Regions from separate parts of the Danio rerio genome. Here region 2 is linked to region 1. The links are chromatin contacts, called in public Hi-C maps. All regions are on one chromosome and are shown on one strand. Each heading gives the region's core, a stretch centred on a gene start, on an enhancer-like site or on the middle of the called end of the contact. The rest is flanking DNA. Distances are from core to core; before and after follow the strand shown. Region 1 overlaps zmynd8 (zinc finger, MYND-type containing 8). Region 2 overlaps pfkfb2b (6-phosphofructo-2-kinase/fructose-2,6-biphosphatase 2b).

The links. A called contact is a pair of places that touch in the nucleus more often than the background predicts.
Region 2: a Hi-C map of embryo shows a contact between it and region 1, with 3 times the contacts expected there. The contact joins two enhancer-like sites. A contact is called at or near these places in 3 of 18 Hi-C or Micro-C datasets (embryo and hematopoietic stem cells).

The regions. Positions count from the first base shown.
Region 1 is chr11:20,669,070-20,675,736 of GRCz12tu, reverse strand. zmynd8 (zinc finger, MYND-type containing 8) reads left to right here. Exons shown (of 20, transcript XM_687794.11): 11 at 2,693-3,180; 12 at 5,126-5,254; 13 at 5,738-5,893. Among named protein-coding and RNA genes, the nearest start is that of dido1, 22 kb to the right of the region's middle. Within about 2 kb of position 5,251, at least 3 of the 62 cell types and tissues checked have an H3K27ac peak or open chromatin away from gene starts, as enhancers often do.
Region 2 is chr11:20,880,412-20,887,736 of GRCz12tu, reverse strand. pfkfb2b (6-phosphofructo-2-kinase/fructose-2,6-biphosphatase 2b) reads left to right here. Exons shown (of 16, transcript XM_021479801.3): 5 at 1-10; 6 at 142-216; 7 at 297-353; 8 at 457-581; 9 at 2,013-2,220; 10 at 2,299-2,445; 11 at 2,528-2,632; 12 at 2,785-2,914; 13 at 3,765-3,827; 14 at 3,917-3,981; 15 at 7,280-7,302. Among named protein-coding and RNA genes, the nearest start is that of pfkfb2b, 9.4 kb to the left of the region's middle. Within about 2 kb of position 5,001, at least 25 of the 62 cell types and tissues checked have an H3K27ac peak or open chromatin away from gene starts, as enhancers often do.

The DNA.
Region 1 (6,667 bases), core at 4,002-6,501:
ATTTGTTTTAATAAATGTTTTTTATTTGTTTATTTAAATTATGTTTAAATATTTATAAAAGATATATTATTTTTATTTATTTATTATTCTAAATCTTATCTTTCAATAAACTTACAGGTTATTTATTTACTAGAATTAAGTCTAAAGCTGTTATTGTTAGCTAAAAGCAACTAAAATTCAACTAAAAACATTTTCTGAAAATAAATAAAGTTTATTATAAAGTAACTTTATTTCAGCTACTTTCCAATAAATATTAGTCTAAATCAAATAATATTGCCAGTGGTGTATTGGTTAGTGTGTCGACACATGCACTCATGCACTCACGATGACCCAAGTTTGATTCCCACCTCGCGGTGCTATGCCAATCCTTCCCTTCTCTTTGCTCCCTATGCTTTCCTGTCAATACTCTATACTGTCATATACAACAAAGGTAAAAACCATGAAAAAAATAATTATAATTAATATTTAATTGGAGACATGGTAGTTCAGTGGCTAGCACTGTTGCCTCACAGCAAGAAGGTTGCTGGTTCGAGTCCTGGCTGGACCAGTTGGCATTTCTGTGTGGAGTTTGCATGTTCTCCCTGTGTTGGTGTGGGTTTCCTCAGGGTGCTCCGATTTTCCCCAAAGTCCAAAGACATGCGGCATAGGTGAATCAATTAAACTAAATTTGCCATAGTGTATGTGTGTGTATAGATATTTCCCAGTACTGGGTTGCAGCTGGAAGGGCATCCGCTGTGGAGAACATATGCTGGATAAGTTGGCAGGTCATTCTGCTGTGGCAATGTCGAAGGAAAAAGAATGAAAATAATAATTAAAAACAAATACAAAAAAAAACATAAAAAAAACATTTAAACATTTAACAAACAAAAACATTTAGGGCTCTATTTTGACGGTTCATGCGCAAAATGCAGGGCGCAAACACTTTCAGAGCGTGTCAGAATGCATTTTTACTAATATAAGGACAGAAAAATTGGCTTTGCGCCGTGGCGCATGGTCTAAAAGTGTTGAGTTCATTTTCTTAATGAGTTATAGGTGTGTTTTGAGAATAAACCAATCAGAGTCTCATCTCCCATTCCCTTTAAGAGCCAGTTGCGTCGCGCCATAATCGCATTTGCTATTTACATGACATAAAGTAAGTGTAAGTGGAAAAACTGAGCATTTCATTAGCAAGAAAACAGCTAAACAATGCAAGAATGAGAGATAAGCCCTCTCAACAGTTAAACAGCGCATCTATCGCAGGAGAATGAGAGATAAATGATCTACTTTCACTTTCGCTCTTGTGGATAGGGAAACCTTTACGCACAGACATCAATTTGCCTATCAATAATTAATTTCGTTTGTTAAGGGCAAAGATTTGTTTCAAAACTATTTCTGAATTTAGTTCTAATTTGCAGCAAACGAATAAATGAACAATAATAACAAAGTGTGTTCAAAAACCTGAGTTATATCCTAAAACGCATGCTACAGCCCATATGGTCTAAAACCTGCAGGTGGGCAAATCTAAGCTTGTTTTTAGTAAAACAAATATAAATATGGATTTAATAAATAATACTGCTAATAATAATAACATTATACAAAAGCAAATTGTTATGAATGAACTGAAAAACCCTTCGGAGAAGGCATAAAAGCAGTGGTTTTTCATATTTATGTAGGCAAGAAAATAATATGTTTTGTAATAATTTAATTCTTTATATTTATATCCTATATATATTCTTATTATATCCTTTATATATCCTTAATATTTAAATTTTTTTCATATGTAAAGATATTTGCATATTGCTCTACATCTTGTGTGTATTAAGCAGTGTGTAAGCTAAGCGCAACTCTGTGCTGGAGTTTAGACCGGGTTTGTTTTGGTCTGTTGAAAAATCTATTATAGTTTCTCAAAATAGCAACACGCCAGCAATGCGCCTCAGAATGCCTTCCTTTTTAGACCAGAACGCCTATGAGCGCGCATATAAGCACAAATGCATTTGCTATTTAAACAGTGTGGCGCAACGTCTCAAAACGACTCTTGCGCCAAGCTGAAACTAGCAAAAAACTATTGGGTCACTCCATGCGCCACATCCGCTTGTTAAGAGGTGACATGTTTGTGGCGGATGTAATACTGTTTCCGGGTCCAAGCTGCCATTCATTTGAGTGGAGAAATCATTCGTTTATGATCATGTTTTATTCCTATCACACATTAAAGTTAATTTTACATGAAGTCATAGTGTACACAACAATCTCTGGGCTTGCTGCATAACAAATACCAAAAATTTTAAATTTATAAAAAATCACTTTCTGGCCATCGGATATTAGGCATGGATATATACTGCCATAGTGATTTTCGAAAGCCTTAAATCGCTTTGTAAACGTTTATTATTGCCATTTCATAAGTCTCCCCATTCAGTTTAATAGAGCGCTTGGACCCAGAAGCCGCTTCGCGTGATGTCACACTTAACAAGCGGATTGCGCCGGGTGTATAATAGGGCCCTTAGTCTGTAGCCTTATTTTCACCCAAAATAACTTCACTGAGTTTCTTTGCACACAGATTTGACCAATAAAATATATCAGTAATCATCAATTTGTTAAGTAGTTGTTTCAGCCATTGATTGTTGTTGGCTAAGACTAAAATCCTGCTGCATTTCAATGTAGAAGAAGCAAAAATATGTTTTATTTTATTCTACCCATGTACTGTTTTAAAAAACAGGGCCTGGGTTCCTATTAACAACTGCTACCTCATGTCCAAAGAGATCCCATTCTCTGTGAAGAAGACCAAGAGCATCTTCAACAGTGCCATGCAAGAGATGGAGGTGTACGTAGAAAACATTCGCAAAAAATTTGGAGTCTTTAATTATGCACCATTTCGCACGCCCTACACACCAGACAACCAGTTCCAGATGCTCCTGGACCCGGCGAACCCCAGCGCAGGCTCCGTCAAACCTGAAAAACAGGAAAAGATCAAGTTCAACTTTGATGTAACTGCATCTCCGAAGCTGCTTGTGGGAAAAAGCATGGTGTCCAGTGGGAGTGGGACAGGAAGACGAATCTCGATGACAGACATGCCGCGTTCACCTATGAGTACAAACTCTTCAGCGCATACTGGATCTGATGGAGAACAGGAGACGGCGGAGAAAGGTCACGCTAAAGCGGCTCTGCCCCATTACAGCACTGGGGAAGAGTCTCAGGATTGCACTGGTACATACAGCATTAAAATGTCCTAAAACATACACTGAACATCTAAATTAGAGAGTGGGCATTAAATCCAGCGAGCACCTTTATGTCAAATCTTGATATCCACAAATTGATGCCCTATTTAACCACTAATAAAAGAACACAAAATGTATTATAATATAAGAACGGCTTTATTCATCTGAAAGTTTTTATTTCAAAATTACACTAAATTTTGTATCCCTACAATGCACGTAAACTACCTTGATGTCAAAAATACATCAGTTTGAGATTTAACATTGGTGCAAAACATATATCGAAACTGGATTAGAGGACTGTCCTGGAGTTCATTTTTTAATAAGTTTTTGACCTCAGTGTTAAATGTCAAACTGATGTCGTTTTGACATCAAGGTAGGCAAGTTTCTTTAGCTTGTTTTTATTTATGTCGTTTTGCTGGGGATTTTTTCTGGAAATAATTCAATCTTTGTCAACAATTGTACGTCAATTTTGCAGAAACAAACAAACAAACAAATTCATCTTTAGAATGCCCTGTTTGAAAGTCCCTAAGAATTAAGCTTTGAGACCAAAAATATCCATTATTGGATTTGTGTTTTAGAATTATCACAGTTTAGTGACAGAGTTTAGTAATATCACATAAACAAGAAAGTTGTTTTTCAGCATGAGCTTAACCGTAAAAACAAATTGCTGTTGCTTTTTAGTTTTGCTAATGGAAATAATTCTAAACAAAGGCACAGCATCTGATAGTGTCACAGTTGTGTTTTGTTCCTGATATCATGTTTATGAATGAATCATTTGAATTGGTTATGCAGTGTTTCATCTTGAAGGGTTTATCAAAAAATCTTAATTACGTTATTAATTATTACCATCATACCGTTCCAACCCCCTAAGACTTTTATTCATCTTCAGAACACAATTTGAGTTATTCTAGATGAAATCCGAGAGCACCCTTATCCTTTTTAGACAGGAATGGTCCAGAGATGTTTGAGTTCAGAAAAGGAGCCAAAATCAATGTCAAAACATTCCATGTGACTTCAGTGGATCAACTGTAGTCATACTGAGCTACAAAGCTCCAAGAACACTGTTATGTGCCAAAAAACACTTTGTTTGCCAATGTCTTCCGTATCAAATCAGGGTGCATGGTAACAATGATCAATACGATGCTTACTGTTTTGCCCTGCTGACTCTAATGGCACTACATCGTATTGGCCATAGTAAACATGCATGCTCATGACCTGATGCAGGAGAAAAGATATAGGCGAACACAGTCACATTAACAGTGCACAAAAGTGTTTTTGGAGTTTCATATGATTATAGCTGAAGCACTGAATCACACGGAATGTTTTGACAATGTTTTCGTTTTTTTTTTATGTACTTTATTCCCTGTGCAAATAATCATGGGGGTCAGCAGTTGTACCCAGTTGTACCCTTCATTTTCTTTTTGATTCCATTCCGAAATATCTTTCAGAGGGTTATTTACTTGGAATTTACTATGCACAGTGAATGCAAGTCTCTGTTGTAATATCACAGTCACATTACATTGTGGGACATTTAGGTGATAGACTCTGCATATGAAGCAGAATTGATCCCTTGGCTAAAATCGAGGGTTGAGAGTCTCTCCATGTGAACATCCCTAGTCTACTTGATGATGTGGAATGCTTTTTAAAACAGCAGCAGAGATTCCCTTAAGGGAAAGTGCCTAGGGAAGTTTGCATGTGAAAGCATGTCTAAAAGTGAAGTGAAATGCAGCCTTCATATTATCCATAACAGGCCTAAACCAGCCAAAGTACAAGGACAAAAAACACTGAAATCATCATCAAAACAGTATTGCACACCCCTATCTGCCACTTATTTTTATGCACAATTTATGCACAACTTAAGTTTTAGACTTCAATGGAATAATGGTTTTTAAATAGTGAAATGTATTATTAAAAGTGAATTTCTGCTCTTTCAGCATCACCTGCTTCTTCTAGAGCAGGAAGCACTTTAGAGAGTCCTAAACCATTTCACTCGCCTGCTCCCAACACCCCTGTTAAACAAGAGAAAACCCCAACCACCGGCAGCATACTCAACCTTAACCTTGGTAAGCTTCGTTCTGTTGATCAATCTGTAATCTAATTATAGCCTGTTTTATTTTCTACTCTACAGTACAGAGGTGTGGGGTCCTTGATGATTCATAAGTCAACAGCTGCTCAAGAAAAAAATATCCATATTGTTAAATATTCTTCAGAATATCTTGTTTTGTGTTCAACAGGAAAAAGAAATTCATAAGTTAATGGAGAGAAAATGTTTGTTTTAGTGAACTATCAACTATTAATTTATTAGATCTATGTTTAATATATTGTAGATTTTTTTAAAAAGAAATCTGACCCCTTACCACAAACTGTTAAATATTGTTTATTTGTTAAATGATTTTTACAAAATGACATTCCTTAAGAAGCCTTTTTGAATAATGTTGGATCTAATAAGAGCTGTACCTGAAGAATGGATCTAAAACCATCTAAAAACTCATCTAAAATTAATATGTTTGAATGTGCTCATAACAGAGCCTTGTGATCTCTCTCAGATCGTAGTAAGGCGGAGATGGACTTGAAGGAGCTAAGTGAAAGTGTCCAGCAGCAGCAGGGGGCTCAGCCCTCCCTCACCTCCCCAAAGAGACAGATCAGAAGCCGCTTCCAGCTCAACCTGGACAAAACCATAGAGAGCTGCAAAGCACAGCTCGGTGAGTTCAGATCAAATCTTTTAAAGCTGTGTCATTAAAAACACATCAGCCTTTTCCACATTGAAAAAGGGCATAATATTGCAGTGCAACAGCTTTCAGCGTTTACTTGGTATTGGTGCCATTGACCTTTCATGTAGTGTGTAATATAGCTGTTTGTGAATCTGAAAGGTTTGTAAGGTATTAAAGATCAAGATCAACATTTGTCTCTAAAATTACAGGAGACTGGAGGTGAGGGGGCTCAGGGGGGTCTGAATAACTGGGTTAAAAGCTGGGTTGTGGTGTTAGTAACTGTAATATGGACCAGATTTCGGTCGGCCGCTGCGATAGGATACTTTACCAAAGTTAGCGACCCGGGCGAGGGTGTTACAGACTGTACCAAAAAGCTGAGTTTCAGGGGCGGGGTGAAGTTATGGGTATTTTCTGGGAGAAATAACAAAACAGGAGGGTAGATGGGTTTGAAATACGGAAGACCCCCATGAAAAACAGGAGTGTTGGCAGGTATGCCATATGGGTGATCTGACCAATCAGAGCACAGTAGCATCACTAAAAGGCAGGGTATAGAAAGACTGGATGCTTTAACAAACCATTTCAGACATTGTCATAAAAGAGACTGAAAAGCCAGTGTGTTTTTACCCAATGATGGATATAAACACATTGTTTGAGAGACTAAAACAAATTAGCAATCTTTAAAACAACTGTTAATGATTTTTGTAAATCACACCGTATTTAACTATAATAGTAACTATATCAAACTATATTTAAAATAACATAACT
Region 2 (7,325 bases), core at 3,752-6,251, 210 kb before region 1:
ACAAATAGCTGTAAGGTTTTACCCTCTTCACTGTTCAATTAATACTTTTAAAATTTAATGTTTTATTTAATTCAAATCAAACATGCTGATTTTTATATTTGATTTACAAATAACAGATCTAAAATTAACCTTTTCTCGAAGGTATTTGATGCCACAAACACAACTCGGGAGAGGAGGGATCTCATATTGGATTTTGCACAGGAGAATGCATACAAGGTTTCAAAGCCACATGTATAATTTAAACTTCAATAAGATAAGTGTGTGTTAATCATTTTCCTATTTCTGTATGTTTGCAGGTGTTTTTTGTGGAGTCAGTATGTGATGATCCAGAGGTTATTGCTGCTAACATCCTGGTATGGAGTTTGTTTTTCATTTAACTGATGGTACAATGAATTATTGCTGCATAGCACTACTTTTGTTCATAAACTTTCTTTCATGGCCTTATTATTTCTTCAGGAAGTTAAAGTTTCAAGTCCGGATTATCCAGAAGCACACAGAGAGAGAGTCATGGATGACTTCCTGAAACGTATTGAATGTTATAAGGTCACTTACCAGCCGCTAGATCCTGATGAATATGACAAGTAAGAATACTTGCAAAATGGACATGTTATGGTGTATCTAAATGTATATACTGATAGGGCTACCAATGAGCCAAAACATTATGATTTCATTCGTTCATTCATTTTCTGTAGTCCCTTATTTATCAGGAGTAGCCACAGCAGAAAAAAACACCAACTATTCTGGCATTTGTTTTTACGAAGTAGATCCCCTTCTGGCCACAACCCAGTACTGGGAAACACTCATGCACTACAGCACATTTAGTTCTATTCACTTTTACTGCATGTACTGTGGGGAAAACCTGAGCAATGGAGAAACACAGAGAGAACATGAAACTCCACACAGAAATGCTTCCTGGCCCAGCCGAGACTCCAACCAGCAACCTTCTTGCTGTGAGGTGACATTGCTAACCGCTAAGCCACCATGCCGCCCAATATTATGACTTTTCAGAGATTAAAGATTTATGAACGCTCATACATTTTCAAGCTGTAAATGAAATGGTCTCGTTTAGTCCATGCATATGCAAGTTGGTGCTGTTTTGACATATTTGACTATGAACTACAAAACCCTAAGGATTGATTTAAGATATTGAGATATCGAGCATATTATTAGTCATTATGCTTTGGCTTATCTGTGTACTTTTTCTCTGTACTAGCTCTTAATCATCTTCTGGCAGACTCTTCCTTAGACATACAGTACTGCTTGAAAGCTTTTAAACTCTTTGAGCAGTTCATAGTTTTCTATTGTTTTAGCAAGAATTTATCATCACATGATTATTATGTATTAAATGTCAGCTGTATGCTTATCATTTGTAGATCAGGGGTGCCCAAACTCATTGCCTGAGGCCCGGTGTCCTGCATATTTTAGTTCCAAACCCAATCAAACACACCTGAACCAGGTAATCAATCTCTATCTAGGTATGCAAAAATTTCCAGGCAGGTGTGTTGAAGTTGAAGCTAAACTATGCAACACACCGGCCCTCCAGGACCGAGTTTGGACACCCCTGGTTCAGATGGAAATTAGTGAGTAGTCAAAAACTACATAAAGTACATTAGGTGAACCTCAGCATTGTTGTTGTCAGGTGGGAAATTCAGGTGAAATACATTTGGGTAAAACACATCTACTCTGGAGAGTTGCAAACCTCTCTGGCAGCATCTGGAGTAAATGCACATGCATCTACAATTAGAGGAGTATTGAACAGGCATTTACATGATAGGTGCTAGAAGAAAGCCAGTCAGATGCTCTGCTTTTTTAAATAGTTTTTGCAAAGGCTTTCTAGCAAAGTTGGAACTGCAAACTTTGTTTTTTTTTTTTCTGAGACCCTGAATGAGTAAAAAAAAATGTCCTAAATAAATTGATTGGATTTTTATGGTTTGCTTTTGCTTGTCCTGCTTTCATGCCAGTAAACATGAATAGTTAAAGCTAAAACACTCCTGATCAATGTCTTTCCCCAGAGACCTGTCCTTCATTAAGGTGATAAATGTGGGTCGTCGATTCCTGGTGAACCGTGTTCAGGACTACATCCAGAGCAAGATTGTCTACTACCTCATGAACATCCATGTACACTCGCACTCTATCTACCTGTGCAGGCATGGAGAGAGTGAACACAACATCCAAGGGCGTATTGGAGGAGACTCTGAACTCTCCTCACGAGGGAGACAGGTCTGACCTCATTCAGTTAATTCTTTTTAGCATCAATTAATGAGAAGATTCTTGACTTGCTTTATCTTTTGCGAGTAGTTTGCGAGCGCCCTGCATGAGTTTGTTGAGGAGCATAAGCTATCTAACCTGAAGGTTTGGACAAGCCAGTTAAGGAGAACCATCCAGACGGCTGAGGAGCTGGGAGTTCCCTATGAACAGTGGAAAATCCTCAATGAGATAGACGCTGTTAGTATTACAAGATCCCAGCAGAGATTGGATTAGGTTTTTATGTATCATATGTTCATCAGCATTCATTGTTCTGACGCAGGGTGTTTGTGAAGAGATGACCTATGAAATGATCCAGAACACATTCCCAGAGGAATTTGCTTTAAGAGATCAGGACAAGTACCATTACAGATATCCAGGAGGAGAGGTACGACATATCATAAACTTATCAGTTTCATTAACGTTCATCATCAGAGTATGTCTCTTCTATATATAAAGTCCTATGGGTTAAGTTAGCATATGTTAATATCTGAGTTTTTGTGGAAAGCTCTGACTTCATAAGGCTTTCTGTTCTTGTAGTCATATCAGGACCTGGTTCAGCGACTGGAGCCTGTAATTATGGAGCTTGAGAGACAAGGCAATGTACTAGTCATCTGCCATCAGGCGGTAATGCGGTGCCTACTAGCCTATTTCTTGGACAAGAGTGCAGGTAGGATGCATTTGCACTGGAAAAAGTTGCTTTATATATATGAAAAATCAACCAACTACCTGCAGGAGGAGCCATAGTGAGCGGTGAAATGTGAGGTGCTTGAAGGCTAGAGCCATGACAACCTGATCTTTGGTTGTGGAAACTGGCTCTTGGGACACTGAATGTCATGTTACTGGGGGAAAGAGCCTTGCACCTTCAGGTCATGGATAGGTCTCTAAATGTAGTTTGTGCTTAAGGGTCAAACAGCAGTGCAGAGTATCCACTCTTCTTGGAGTCCTAGAGAGGGGTGCTTGAAGGTCATTGGGTGACTTCAACACCCATGTGAGCAAGGACATTGATACATGGAGAACTTGTACCTGTGATACCTTCTTCCTGAATGACAGGGAGAAGTGACCTCCGTCACCTGAATCTGAGTGGTGTTCTGTTGGATTTCTGTGCTAGTCTCAATTTGTCTATAACAAATGCCGTGTTTGAGAATAAGGGACACTCTTGGCCGGAGGTCAGACATCAGAATAAGGGATGCTAATAAGGTGAAGAGAGAGTTCTATAGAGCCTGGTTGGCTTGTGGGACGCTCAAAGCAGCTGATGGACATGGGCAGGCCAACTCAGACCTAGGTTGAGATCATGAAAAAGGGTTAGAAAGTTTTTGCCCCGAATGGAGGAGATTAAGTATATTGGGATCTTGTTCACGAGTGAGGAAATGACTGACAGACTGCAGCAATCTAACTGATCACAAATAATTATCGTTGTCTTGGGAAGAAATAATCTAGTGAAATGGAATATGCAACAACAGTTATCAATACTCATAGATGTTTAAGTAATACTGTAAACTTCATCTTTTGTCTTATAGATGATCTTGCCTATTTGCTATGTCCTCTTCATACTGTCATGAAGCTCACTCCTGTTGCCTACGGTGAGTTGGACAGTTGTGTCCTCCTTTTTGTTTGTTAGCAAACATACACGTCAAATTGTGCTTAGAGATGAATGTGGTTGGTGTTTTAGGTTGCAAAGTTGAGATGTTTCATCTGAATGTGGAGGCAGTGAACACACATCGGGACAGACCGCTGGTAAGTCCACATCTGTTTCAGTGACATACCCGATTGCATGAATTATTAATAGAGGATATTAAATATTCACTTTGAAATAATTAGCAGCACATGTTTACATCAAACTTGTATTTTTGATACTACACACCAAAGCATGCTGTTTCATGCTACATATAAATCTGAAATCCTGACTGCATATTTGGCTTTGCTGCATGTTTTTCTCAGAGAACCCAATGCTTAAAGCAATCTTCTGGGTCCAGTACAACTGAAGTCTATCAACAGCATCTGTGACATATGGTCAAGAAAATGATTGTGAATATATTTTTAGACAAAATGATGTACATGCATCCACAAACAACTGTAATGGTAAAATTATTTAAAGTATAGCCCCTTCTCTATTGGCTATTTGGTCAAACCAGCCAAATTATGTTAACTTCATGGAATGTTTGTGGGAGCAGCTTATCTTGTTATCCCATAACATTGCTTTAAACTATGTTCTCTGACTTTAATCAAAATGTTTGATTAAAGAAAAATCTTCTTTCTACTCATTCACCTCATCAGAGTGAGGTTCAGCCCTTCCCCTCTATGTTTACAATAAAAATTGTACATTCGTGATTGTGTCAGTCGCACAGCTATGATAAGGGAATGTGTTTTAATGTGTTGTGGGTTATGTTCATGCGTCTGTTGAACTCTCCATTAAACAACATTGTGTTCTCCATCCCAGTATTGACGTGTATAATATTAACCAGAACTACTTTCATTTGTAAAAATATTATCTTTGTTAATACTTGCAGCTAACATGTCTCTTGATCATTTTGTGGAGGTGTCTGATGTATGTTGAAGATCTTGTGAATACGGTCTCTCTTTTTAACCCACCCAGTCTCTTCCATTTTAAAGCAGGGGAAAGTGAGACGAGACTGCGCTCCTCTGCTGTTAAGGCGGAATAGTTACACCCCTCTGTCCAGTCACGACCAGGTTAAGCGTCCCCGTCTCTACAGCGCTGGCAACCGGCCCTGGCTGCCCCTCACCCCTTCCCCCACCACCCTGCACTTCCCAAACACACCAGACGGGGCACTGCTGCTCCAGCAAAGCCAAGTTAGTGACAGTTTAAACAAGCTCCGTAATCTTACAGGGACTCAGTGTTGTCCTGACACTAACCCACCCTCACACTGGTGTTCTGAATCACCCCGGAACGTCACACTTAGTACTGATCGTGCATGAAATGATTTTGCTCTTCATCGTTTTGTTATTTTTTTAAATCTAAGTGCATGTTTTTTTGCACACTCTTAGTTCAGCTTGAGCTTCTGTTTTGTTGTTTTGTATGAGTGCTCTGTGCAGAAATCATGCAGTATTCATAATTTAGCAGTGCAATAACATACAGTAATAAACTAACTTTTTAAATTGGCATTATATATCCTACCTTTATGTGCAAAACTAATGCATTTTTTTTCCTCTGTAAGAAAACAACAGTTCAAAAACAAAGTTAAACATTTTCGTGTTGCCTTTTTGTTTAATGTGTACATGCAGGAATAGTTCACCCCAAAATTAAAACTGACTCATCATTTACTGACTCTCAACCTCAACATATATACTTAGATGTACAGATGAAGTCAGAATTATTAGCCCTCCTTTGATTTTTTTTTTTCTCTTTTGAAAATTTCCTAAATTATATTTAACAGCAAGGAAATTGTCATAGTATTTTCAAAAATATATTTTTTTCTTCTGAAGAAAGTTTTATTTTGGTTAGTATAAAAGCAGTTTTTCATTTTTTAAAAGCTATTTTAAGGTCAAAATTATTAGCCCCTTTAAGCTATTTTTTCCGACTGTCTACAGAACAAACCACTGTTATACAATGAATTGCCTAATTACCCTAACCTGCCTAGTTAACCTAATTAACCTGTTTAAGCCTTTAAATTGCCCTTTAAGCTGAATACTAGTGTCTTGAAAAATATCTAGTAAATATCTAGTATATTATTTACTGTCATCATGACAAAGATAAAATAAATCAGTTATTAGAAATAAGTTATTAAAACTATAATATTTAGAAATGTGTTGAAAAAAATCTTCCCTCCATTAAACAGAAATACAGTTGCAATCAGAATTATTAGCCCCCCTGAATTGTTAGTGCCCCTGTTTATTTTTCCCCAATTTCTGTTTAATGGAGGGAAGATTTTTTAACACATTTCTAAACATTATAGTTTTAATAACTTATTTATAATAACTGATTTTATCTTTGCCATGATGACAGTAAATAATATTTGACTAGATATTATTCAAGACACTTCTATACAGCTTAAAGTGACATTTAAAGGCTTAACTAGGTTAATTAGGTTAACTAGGCAGGTTAGGGTAATTAGGCAAGTTATTTTATACCGATGGTTTGTTCTGTAGACTATTGAAAAAATATTGCTTAAAGTGGCTAATAAGTTTGACCTTAAATGTTGTTGTTGTTTTTTTATAAAAACTGCTTTTATTCTAGCCAAAATAAAACAAGTAAGATTTTCTCCAGAAGAAAAAATATTATCAGACATATTGTGAAAAGTTCCTTGCTTTATTAAACATCATTTGAGAAATATTTAAAAAAGAAAAAAAATTCAAAGGGGGCTAATAATTCTGACTTCAACTGTAGGGGAAAAAATAAACAGGGGGGCTAATAATTCTGACTTCAACCATATATACTTCAACATATACTTTTGTATGAATTTCTTCCAAAATAAGAAATAAAACTGCTTATTTCCATGCAATGAAAGTAAATGGTGGCTAAAAGTTTAAGTCAATGTACATCCATTGAATCCATCCATCCAGACAAAAACAATATCAATATAAAAACCAATATATTTGTGCAGGAAGTAAGACTATAATTAATAATGACTTGTTTTAGGGAGTTCAGAATCAGTTTTTTTTTCTTTTCATTTCAAGAACTAATTAATGTTGTGCAATTTGGTCTTGAACATTTTCTGACTTAAAAAAAAAAATGCTAAAATAAACAGTAACATCACAATGGCACACTTTAATTACCCTAAAATTTTGTCAATTTCCTAATTTCTTAAGTGAAATGATCATACTTATTACATTGTAAGGTTAGCTTTCATTGTACAGAAATAAGCAACATAAAACGTATTTTTGTGTTTTGAATGGCATTGTGAGTGTGAGTAAATAATGACTGGATTTTTCTGGGTGAACTGGGTGATCCATTTAAAGTAATGTATGTTGTGCTTTTGTAATCAATTTTTTGAATGTGCAAATTTGTCTTCTCCATATTTGTCTCTCCTATTTTCATCCTCTTTTCCCCTTCATCCTCATCTCTCTGTTTTCACAGTCTCGTGTGGTTGGCAGCCATCTGTGAGTATATTAAATCCCATGAG